3 separate regions of the Gossypium hirsutum genome follow, and regions 2 and 3 are each linked to region 1. A link is a contact called in public Hi-C data. All regions are on one chromosome and are shown on one strand. The core of a region is the stretch at or near the end of the contact, and the rest is flanking DNA. Distances in the headings are between cores, read along the strand shown. Region 1 holds the start of LOC107897544 (tubby-like F-box protein 3). Region 2 holds the start of LOC107897549. Region 3 holds the start of LOC107896131 (classical arabinogalactan protein 25).

The links. A called contact is a pair of places that touch in the nucleus more often than the background predicts.
Region 2: a Hi-C map of leaf shows a contact between it and region 1, with 2.6 times the contacts expected there. The contact joins the promoter of LOC107897549 here to the promoter of LOC107897544 in region 1. A contact is called at or near these places in 12 of 34 Hi-C or Micro-C datasets (anther, callus, hypocotyl and 2 more).
Region 3: a contact with region 1 is called in a Hi-C map of leaf, with 1.6 times the contacts expected there. The contact joins the promoter of LOC107896131 here to the promoter of LOC107897544 in region 1. A contact is called at or near these places in 5 of 34 Hi-C or Micro-C datasets (callus and leaf).

The regions. Positions count from the first base shown.
Region 1 is chrA10:22,331,718-22,334,851 of Gossypium_hirsutum_v2.1, forward strand. LOC107897544 (tubby-like F-box protein 3) reads right to left here and starts at 1,689. Exons shown (of 5, transcript XM_016823032.2): 1 at 1,116-1,689; 2 at 276-363; 3 at 1-96. The coding sequence starts at 1,403.
Region 2 is chrA10:22,101,379-22,104,512 of Gossypium_hirsutum_v2.1, forward strand. LOC107897549 reads left to right here and starts at 1,694. Exons shown (of 4, transcript XM_016823036.2): 1 at 1,694-1,913; 2 at 2,007-2,144; 3 at 2,361-2,609; 4 at 2,835-3,134. The coding sequence starts at 1,842. The coding sequence ends at 3,092. LOC107895769 (divinyl chlorophyllide a 8-vinyl-reductase, chloroplastic) reads right to left here and starts at 1,465. Exons shown (of 1, transcript XM_041078985.1): 1 at 1-1,465. The coding sequence starts at 1,243. The coding sequence ends at 8.
Region 3 is chrA10:22,462,477-22,465,610 of Gossypium_hirsutum_v2.1, forward strand. LOC107896131 (classical arabinogalactan protein 25) reads right to left here and starts at 1,593. Exons shown (of 1, transcript XM_016821260.2): 1 at 884-1,593. The coding sequence starts at 1,453. The coding sequence ends at 1,037.

The DNA.
Region 1 (3,134 bases), core at 439-2,938:
AATCCTCGGCCAGTAAAGAGATGATATAATCTGTGCAGGTCGGACGTCTACACTTGCGAGCAGCAAGAAGGAACTTCCCGCCATCGGATAGCGCTGCTGTAATGAAATGAAAAATCCCAAAGTGTTACAACTTGAGAAGGAAAATTTATGAAGATACCAGTCCGTTATCCGATCTAGTGATCGAATGGAATGAATTGCACTGGAAGACATTCATAACTAAGATGGAACAGGCAGAATAACCATAAAAACAATGTAAAAGAAGAAGAAAAACTCACAATTAGTTAAACCAAGGTAAAGGTAATATGTTTGGGTAGATCGGTTTCTCTTTATGAAGCACTGTAGGAGAGAATCCTTTGGACCAGGCTGCAAATTAGATTCGTAAGTTAATGAAATTCGAAATAAATCGATAAATAGAAACACAAACTAAAGCTACTTAGCTTCTATATACAACACATAACTTGACACGGTTTCGGGGGCATACACTTAACACTCGCACCTCAATCCGAGCAATATAATTCCATAGCTTTTAACCGAATGTAAAGAGTATAATAGTAGTTGAAGAAAGGAGCTTGCTTGCAGACATGGGGATAGTGGTGGCAGCTAGCTAATGATTAGTGTTAGCTCAACACTAGTTGAAAAAGCTAAAAGTGGTCCCAAAACTTGAACCACTCTTCAAGTGGAAGTCTATCTATTAAGCTATTGCATAAAGGAAACAATGATTAGAGAGAACCATGATGGTCCCAAAACACTTTACTGATAATGTGAACTTGCCTTGTCTAGTGGTCGAATACATGGTAGACACAAATGGTTCAAAACACATGCTAGATCCAAATCTCACCCCCCCTCCCCCCGAAAAAAAAGAAAAAAAAACTCACCAAAACATACATCTCTATAAGCAAATGGACAAGATCCTTAGTCAAGTTTCCTAATCTATGGAACTCAAAGGCATATCCATTGGGACCTTCGTATCTCCAAAAATCAGATCAACAGGCACACAATTTTCAATTCAAGATCCCCAAGAAGATAAAATCCTCAGAAAACATGGGAAGAGACCACCTTTCCAACCCTTGAATGAAAATAAAAATACCCAGAAAATAAGAAACTAGGAACCGAACCTGTTTAACAGAGATGGGGAAAGTCAATTTCCCAGAAAGTTGAGGAAGTTTAACAATCTGTTGAATAATAAACCTCCAACACCTGCAAACACCAGCACAAGCCACCACATATTTCCTTTGAGGCCAAATACTTTCGGATTCTTCAATCCTTAAAAGAACTTCCCATAATAATTCTTGAGGCAGGTTAGCCCAACAGCAGCCACCCTCAGCCTCCACTTCATTGGGAGTTTGCAGTTGGTCTTGAACCACCCGGCGTGACCTTAACCTGGCAATGCACTTTATCGCCATCAATAAGCACTTAACTGGAGATTTTTTCTTTTAGTGGGAATTTGGTTTACTGTGTTTTTGCATGAAAATTGGTTGGTTTTTTGGAGGAATATATTGAGGAAAGAGATGGAGATTTGGATAGGGAAATGGAAATGGAAATTTCCAACTTTTTCAAGTGTTCAGCGTTTTGAGCAAAATTAAAGAAGACTTATTTGGTGTAAACTTTAGACGGTTTTTATGGGGAAAAGTTTGCACCTTTCCCACTTTCAACGTTTTCTAATATTAAAAACATGTCCCTTTTCTCTTCTTTTTTGTTATTATTTTTTTAAGAAAAGTTGTTTATAATGCATAAATTTATTTTTGTTGAGTAAAGACTTAATTATAATAAATTGCATGATTTATTTACAAATATTAAATTAATTTTTTTATTGGTTCATAAATCTTAATTTGTAATTAAAAATTATTTATTGGTTCATAAAAAAATTTGTATTAGTAGATGCATTGTTTTCTTATTAGAATTGGTATGTATAAATAGTATGGGTAGGTTTGGATGGTTGATTGGGTGTGGTATGGTGCGGTGTATTTAGCTTACTTTTTGTCTCATGCTATAGTATCGTTACAGTATCTAATCTCACAGTCACCACTATTTTTACATTAATCGCAGGTAAACATATTGTCTATCCAAACTTACCCTAATTAATTTGTTATATCATTTTGAATTTATCGATAATTTTTAAAATATATTTAATATATGTATATAAAATATTTAAAAATGTCAAATAAATAATATTAAATAAAGTTTAAATATAAAATATTTATGCATCACAATGTTGTGATAGAAAAGGCTTTATCATATAATATCATAATAGTAAAAAGTTAGAAATTTTACATTTTTAATATTGTTCATATACTAACCGGTGCATGATGTTTTGGTTGGGAGGAATAGGTTAGTGCAATTAAATCTATCTATCTATACTATTATTTAATAATTGAATTGGTGATACGAGTTAATTGGCATCAATTCAGTTAGAGAAATTATAGAAATGTCTATCCTTAATTATTTATAATTTGAGGGTATTTTAATCTTTTTTATTTTAACAAAAATCAATAAAAAATTGCATATATTGGGATTAGAACCTACACCAATTGAATTAGTCAAATATTAAATTTACCATTTAACCAAATTTTTATTTTAATATGTACAATTTATTTTTTCGTCAATTGTATATCTATATTTCTATTTAAACTTTTTAATGAGTTAGTGTCATGAGTCAACTGAGCACCTACTCGGTTAGGAAAATTACAAAAATATTTTTCTATGATTAAATTAAGTTATATTATTCGTTGATAAAAAATATATTATTCGAGGGTATTTTAGTCTTTTTATTTTTTAACAAAAATCAATAAAAATATGTATATGGTGGGATTTGAACCCATACCTGAATTAATAAAATCTTAAATTTACTACTCAAATCAAAGTTTATTTTAATTTATTTTATACATTTTTATTTTTAACATGCAAAATTTATTTATAGAAAATAAAAAATTATCCATAATGAGGTTTAAACCAAATGATTATGCATATAAAACTTTGATTTTTACCATTTGAACTAAAACAATTTTTAATTTTTAACTTGATGTATTTTTGTCTTTAAATTTTGTTTTACTCACAATTTAATCTAACTTTTTTATTTTAATGTTATACATATTTCATGTGCTATTATTAGTTAGTTTCAATTTACAAACCATACA
Region 2 (3,134 bases), core at 444-2,943, 230 kb before region 1:
TCAGCTTTCAAAAGATGGATTGTTCACCTAATTCCTGACCAGCCATCCCTTCCCTCAGCACTCTCGCGAAGAACTCTTCCAACGTATTGGTTCCATAGCTTGGTGTTTTCTCGGCACTGTATTCTCCGGTTTCGGGATCCAAAATCAACATACTTTCGGCAGCGTAATATCTCCCGATTTTACCGAACTCGGCGGCATCTTCCATTGAAGGGAAGATCTTAACAAGGAAGTCGAGAATCCCAATGGCAAAGTCCATGATCCCAATAGGCACTTTCAAGAACTTTGGTTCCTTCCCTACAAGCTTAAACAACATCTCCCCTTGCTCCAGTGGTGTCAATGCCTTCCCCGGACCGCCTATCGGCAAAATCTGATTAATCTTATCCTCTTTCAAAACACAATCTGAAATGAAGGAAGCCAAATCTTGTTCACTAATTGGCTTACAAGCACATAATTTGCCATCACCAAACATCACATAAGGCTTTCCATCTTTCACTAAGTCAACTTGACCCCCTAAACTCTTAAAGAATGCAGTTGGCCTAACAATACTGTAAGTAAACCCGTCATCTCCTTCGGCTTCTTTCATCAATTCGGCCTCAAATTTCAGCTTAGCTCGCTGGAATTCGAGGAGGGGTTTTTGGACACAAATGGCAGATAGCAACACAAAATGTGAAGCCCCAAATTTCTTACCAGCGACAAGGCTGTTCTTTGTAGCTTCGTAATCAATTTTCCATGAATCCTTAACACCACCAGTACGGCTAGCAAGACAAGAGACAACAACATCAATGGGAAACCCTAAATTTTTCACAGAATTCTCCAAAATGTCGAAATTGGTGACATCAGAGAAACATACATTAGCTCCATTTAAATCACTCAAAGTATCTTCCTTGCTGTTTTTGCCTCTAATCCCACTTCTTTCCCTAGCAATGGCTATAACATTAAACCCTCTATTGACCAACTCTTTCACCACAAATTTCCCCATATAACCGGTAGAACCCACCACCAAAACATTGATGTCTTTTGGGTTCTTGTTTCTAAATGAAGCTGATACAGCTGTTTCAACAGGCTTTGTTGCTAAAGCTTTAACAAGTTTAAACCTTTCTACATTAAAGGGTATTGATTTTGAAGTAAAACTAGCTGGTTTTACCTGGATTTGATTGATGAACTGAGAACTGAAACGTGTTTTGTGAGTTCGGGACTTTGGTGAGTGAACAGTGAAGGCATTGAAAGATAAACAAAGTGACATTTTCTTTTACCTAAGAAGAGAAATCTGGGGAAACTGGTCTTTGTCACTCAAAATTAAAGACAGAAAGGGAAAGAAAATGTGGGAACATTTGAGGTGAATGATGAACAAGATTGGAGGTTTCCATGGCCAGTAAAGTTCCTCCAGCTAAAAGAAAAATCTAATGAAGATTGGTGGTGGATAACATTGATGATAGCCCCAGCTGATAAAAGAATTATATAGAATTGCTCGTTTTCTCCATAGATAGTGATAAATATTAATTTCATCCCCCTAACTTTTCAAACTTTCTTTCTTAGTCCCTGGGCCCAATGGGCTGTCTGTGGCCAAGAAATGAAAAGGCCTTTTTATATATGTATATGTAGTGTTATAAATATTAGGCCCAAAAAGACCATTTGAGCCCAGGGACAAATCTTGTAGTTGAAAGCTGAAACGACGCTGTTTCATTCATATTGTTATTATAGGAGTCAATAATAGGTATAACTATCTGATTCTTAACTTCAATATTCACTTGAAGAAGAAAACAAATTCCCATACCAAAAATAAAATTATTTTATCAATCATTAATTTTTATTTTTCAGTTTTAGCCGATAACAAAAAAACCATGAATGAATCTGATTATACATACAGTTCAATCCCAAACGATGTAGCTCTCAAAATTGCTTCTTCCCTTGAGGTAATTTGCTTCCTCTTCATTTCCATCCTTTCTTTTCTTCTTTCTGGGTATCGGTGGAATCTAAACATGGTTTCCGGGTCGTCTGGTTTTTAGGTGACTGATCTTTCCTGCTTGAGTTGTTGTTCTCGGGTGTGGAGGGATTTATGGGGCTCCGATTGTTTATGGGAACCCTTATTTAAACAAAGATGGCCTCTTTTATATGAAGATGTCTTGAAAGTCCCCGACTTCAAGGTGTTTTTTTTTTAAGTTTTATTTATGGTAATTTAGCTTTGGAATTGTTGGTTTTGGCTTAATTGCAATGGGTGTTTCGAGTTCTTTTGCGGTTTATCATTCAAGTTGAAACTGTTAGTGTTGAAGTAAATAAATGTAATTAAATATGTTAGGCAAATTCAATTGTTTGTATTGATATGAAAATTGTTGAGAAAAAAAAATTAAAAATGATGCTAGGGTTGGAGGGGATTTTACATAAAGCAGCACAAGGAGATGAAGGATCAAGCTGATTCGGTTATTAAATTTGTAGAAAATTGTTTGCAATCCGAATCAATCCAGGTCAACGACTATCTGAAAGCGATTGAATGCCAGAAATTGATGGGGTTCGGGTTTAAAGATGTTCAAATGTTGCTGCTCAAACCAAAGCTGAATGTTTTGCTTAACCTGGTTGGACTTCATTACTGCCTTAACATCCTTAAAGTGCCGGTAACTTTTCATGCTTTATGTATTTTTCATGCATTTTTTTCTTGTATGCTTGTTTTGTTTACATCGTGGAATTAGTGTTCTTAGATGGTCACAAGCGCAGCTGAAAGCTAAACCAGCGTGGCTGCTTTTAGATAATGGTTTCTCTATAGATTTTGAATCTGTATTTCTAGATATGTTAATGCTACACATGTTAGAACTAAAAAAATTATGAATGATACCAAGCAGGCTTCGGATGTCATGGAAGCGCTCAAGAGTAGCAACATTAAAAACCGCCAAATTTGTATCAAATGGTGGAAGCTCGGCAGATGGTTCTATGGATTCCGTATGCGGGATGAATTCCATTTTCGATGTCTCTCTCTAGAAGATCTTGCATCGTCAAAAGACGATTTAGACGGGCTGGGGGTGCTTCAACGAGGAGCCATTCATGAGGTTTTACAAGTTCAGATATCCATTGTTAGTTCCAGAAGCAATCCCTGGGCCTAATCAAAGCTCGCAAGCACCAGTTTAAACAATGGGGAGAATAAG
Region 3 (3,134 bases), core at 343-2,842, 130 kb after region 1:
AAATTAATTTTCTTTGTTAAAAATTTTATCTATTTATATTGTTAAAAATTGACTTGTCTAACGAAATAATCAAATAGTAATACGTGATGTGCTACATGTATGTCATGTTAATGTACAAAGATCAATTTTTAATAATAGAAATTGATGAAATTTTTAACAGAATAATAAATTTATCTCTTTCTGAGTAAAGTGTATAAAATGTAATCTCACTCCTACTATAAGGACTTCTATGATACTTTTACTTAGGGTGTTCAAATGGTAAGTTCGATTAATACCCAAACCGAATTGCTCTTAACTAAAATTTATATATTTTTTATTTTTTGATTAAAATAAGTATAAAATATATAAAAAAACATTGCTAATATTCATTTTCTTTTTTAATAGTTTTAAAAAAATTAAATAGAAATGAAAATAACAAATAAGACATTAAAAACACTACATAAATCTTAAAAGTTAACAACCAAACAAATAGTTAAAAATTATATATAATTTATATTATTTATTCAGTTAATTGTTTAATTTAATTAATTACTCAATTTCGAACTGGATTAACTAATAATTAAAATTTTAAAAAATTATTAATCGACCTCCGATTAATTAACCGAATTAAATTAATTTAGTTGATTAATTCAATTTTAATTGAATTATAAACATCCCTATTTTTCCTATATCATTCTCTTTAAAATTTGATGTAATACTTGAAAATAAATGTTTAAAATTTAGATTTAGATTGAGATTAATTTATTATGTAAAGCATAAAAATAAATAGTACTCAATTCACACCATTCTTAAAATTTAAATCCAAATTTTAAAATTCAAAGTTTTCACTAAAGGATTTTAAAAGCCATGATAGCTTTAATAGCGAAGAACAACACATGATTCATGATTCTCAATCATACACTGTAGTTCGGATTTTATTACAGTAGCTAGCTAGATACATTATAATGATGCACCATGGCAGTTGAAACAAAAAATAATAATAAATGAAGGAAGATGAGCAAATTAAAGAGTAAAGTATTACAATCAACAAATGAATTTACAGTAGGTGCAGTAAGCAGTAAGGTACTACCAGAACCGAAAAAGTTGTCAAGTGTAGAGACGAAAGCAAAAATATTGGAGATGAAGAAGAAACCGGCAATGGTCCGAACGGTTCGAACGCGGAGGTTGGACCGGGGGCGATGAAATCGTCGGGGTTAGGGGGACTTGGGGTGGAAGGGATGGTGGGCATCGATGAGCCAGTAGTAGGCACCACTCCACCAGGAGATGGCAACAAAGGAGCAATATCAGGTGATAATGGTTGGAAAGGGGACAATGGAGGATCCGACACTGATACTGGTGATGCTGATATCGTTGGGGTATCTGAACTCAGCCGAGAAGCTAAAGATGGCAAAGGTGATGAAGCAATGAAATACATGATCATGATGGGTAGTAAGAGAAAGCAAAAGGAGGCCATTTCCTAATGATGAAGAAATCAAGGTTGAGTGTCAAATGTTATATATAATATGTGGGTAAATGAAGAAGGGGTTGTAGTGAAGAAAAGCAAAAAGGAAAGGTAGGAGAAAAAGGAGTGAGGCTTTAGGTAAGAGGGAGTAGGGAGTGATGATGGAGTCCCTTAAAAAGGAAAGACTAAGGGTATCTCTATTGGGACCCAAATTGTAACGTGGCAAATTACAAGGCGTCAGTGGTGAGAAAATACAGGTTGGCAATGTAGAAAAGAAGAGAACAGAAAAAAGATGAGTGATTTTTTGTTTTTTGGTGTGACATGTTCGTTAGCTGATGATTCTTCCTTTACAGCCCGTGACTTCGGCAAATCCTTATATTTTGGCTAATCAATTTCAACTGTGCTTAATTTTTATAGGAATAATGTTAAACCCCGCTTTTAATATTTATATATTTTATTAATTTACTCTTTATTTTCTTTTTAAGTTAAATTTAATATTTAACTTTTTAAAAAAGAGTTAAATTATTTTTTTAATGTACATATTGACTATATTGTTAATTTTTTAATAATGTTGGTATAAGAACCCGTATACCACTCCATATATATTATCATGTTGACATAATATTATTTGTCTTATATGCCATATCAACAAATAATTTTAAAATATAAAAATAAAAATTATTTAAATTTTAAAAAATATAAAAATTTTTATAAAAATTTAAAAATTAGTATGAACTACATGTAGATTATTATTCGAACTACTATATTTAAAAATTTAATATTTTAATTAATATTTCTATTAGGAAACAATAATTTAATTCTTTTTAACAGGTTGATGGTCAAATTTAATTATTTTAAAAAATTAAAAGGTCAAATTTAATTAAAAAAAGTGAGAATAATTTTTTTAAAATTTGAAATAATCTTTTTTTTTCTCATGTAAGGGGTTTCTTTTTCATTTATTTTAGTTTTTTCGTTTGAATTGAGGAAAGTTTAAATTACTCTAAAAAGTTTGTTTCCCACCTCATGATAGTATTGAAAAGTTAAAACCCTACAGTCTCGTACACGATCATTTTGAAAAATAATGAACATAATAAATTATACATTTAAATATTATTAATATAAGATTTAACTGGTACCCAAGAAAAAATGATTTTACCAAAAAAAATATTACTAATATAAGAAATTATACATTTAAACAATTATTTAAATTTGAATTATTATACACGTGTGGACCTTTAATTATTTCATTTTGTGTATATGTTATATATGGATTTTATCCAATTTTTTATATATAATATTCGAAGTAGAAGATGTGGATAACATTATTTGAACCCATGATACATGGGTGTTTGGCAAGAAATTTAACCACCACTCCATTTGAATCAAGTTTTGTCCCTTGTTCTTTGTACTAATTTGATTTTACATTATACAATCAACCATCTCTGTAATAGTCTCCGCTAAGATACATGCATGGATGGGGTGGAATTTATTAAAATTAATTTAATTAAGCTGCTAATTTTCAAATTAGGAAGATCAATTGACTTGCGATGAATTTTTGCATGGAATCTAAGCATTTTTTAGTTGAGATGTCTACATACCGTTCAAAGAGTTATCTCACACTTTGAATCATTCGATTTCGACTCCAGACGCTTAAGTTATGACCATTTTACTAAAGACTGTGCGATCAAAGTTT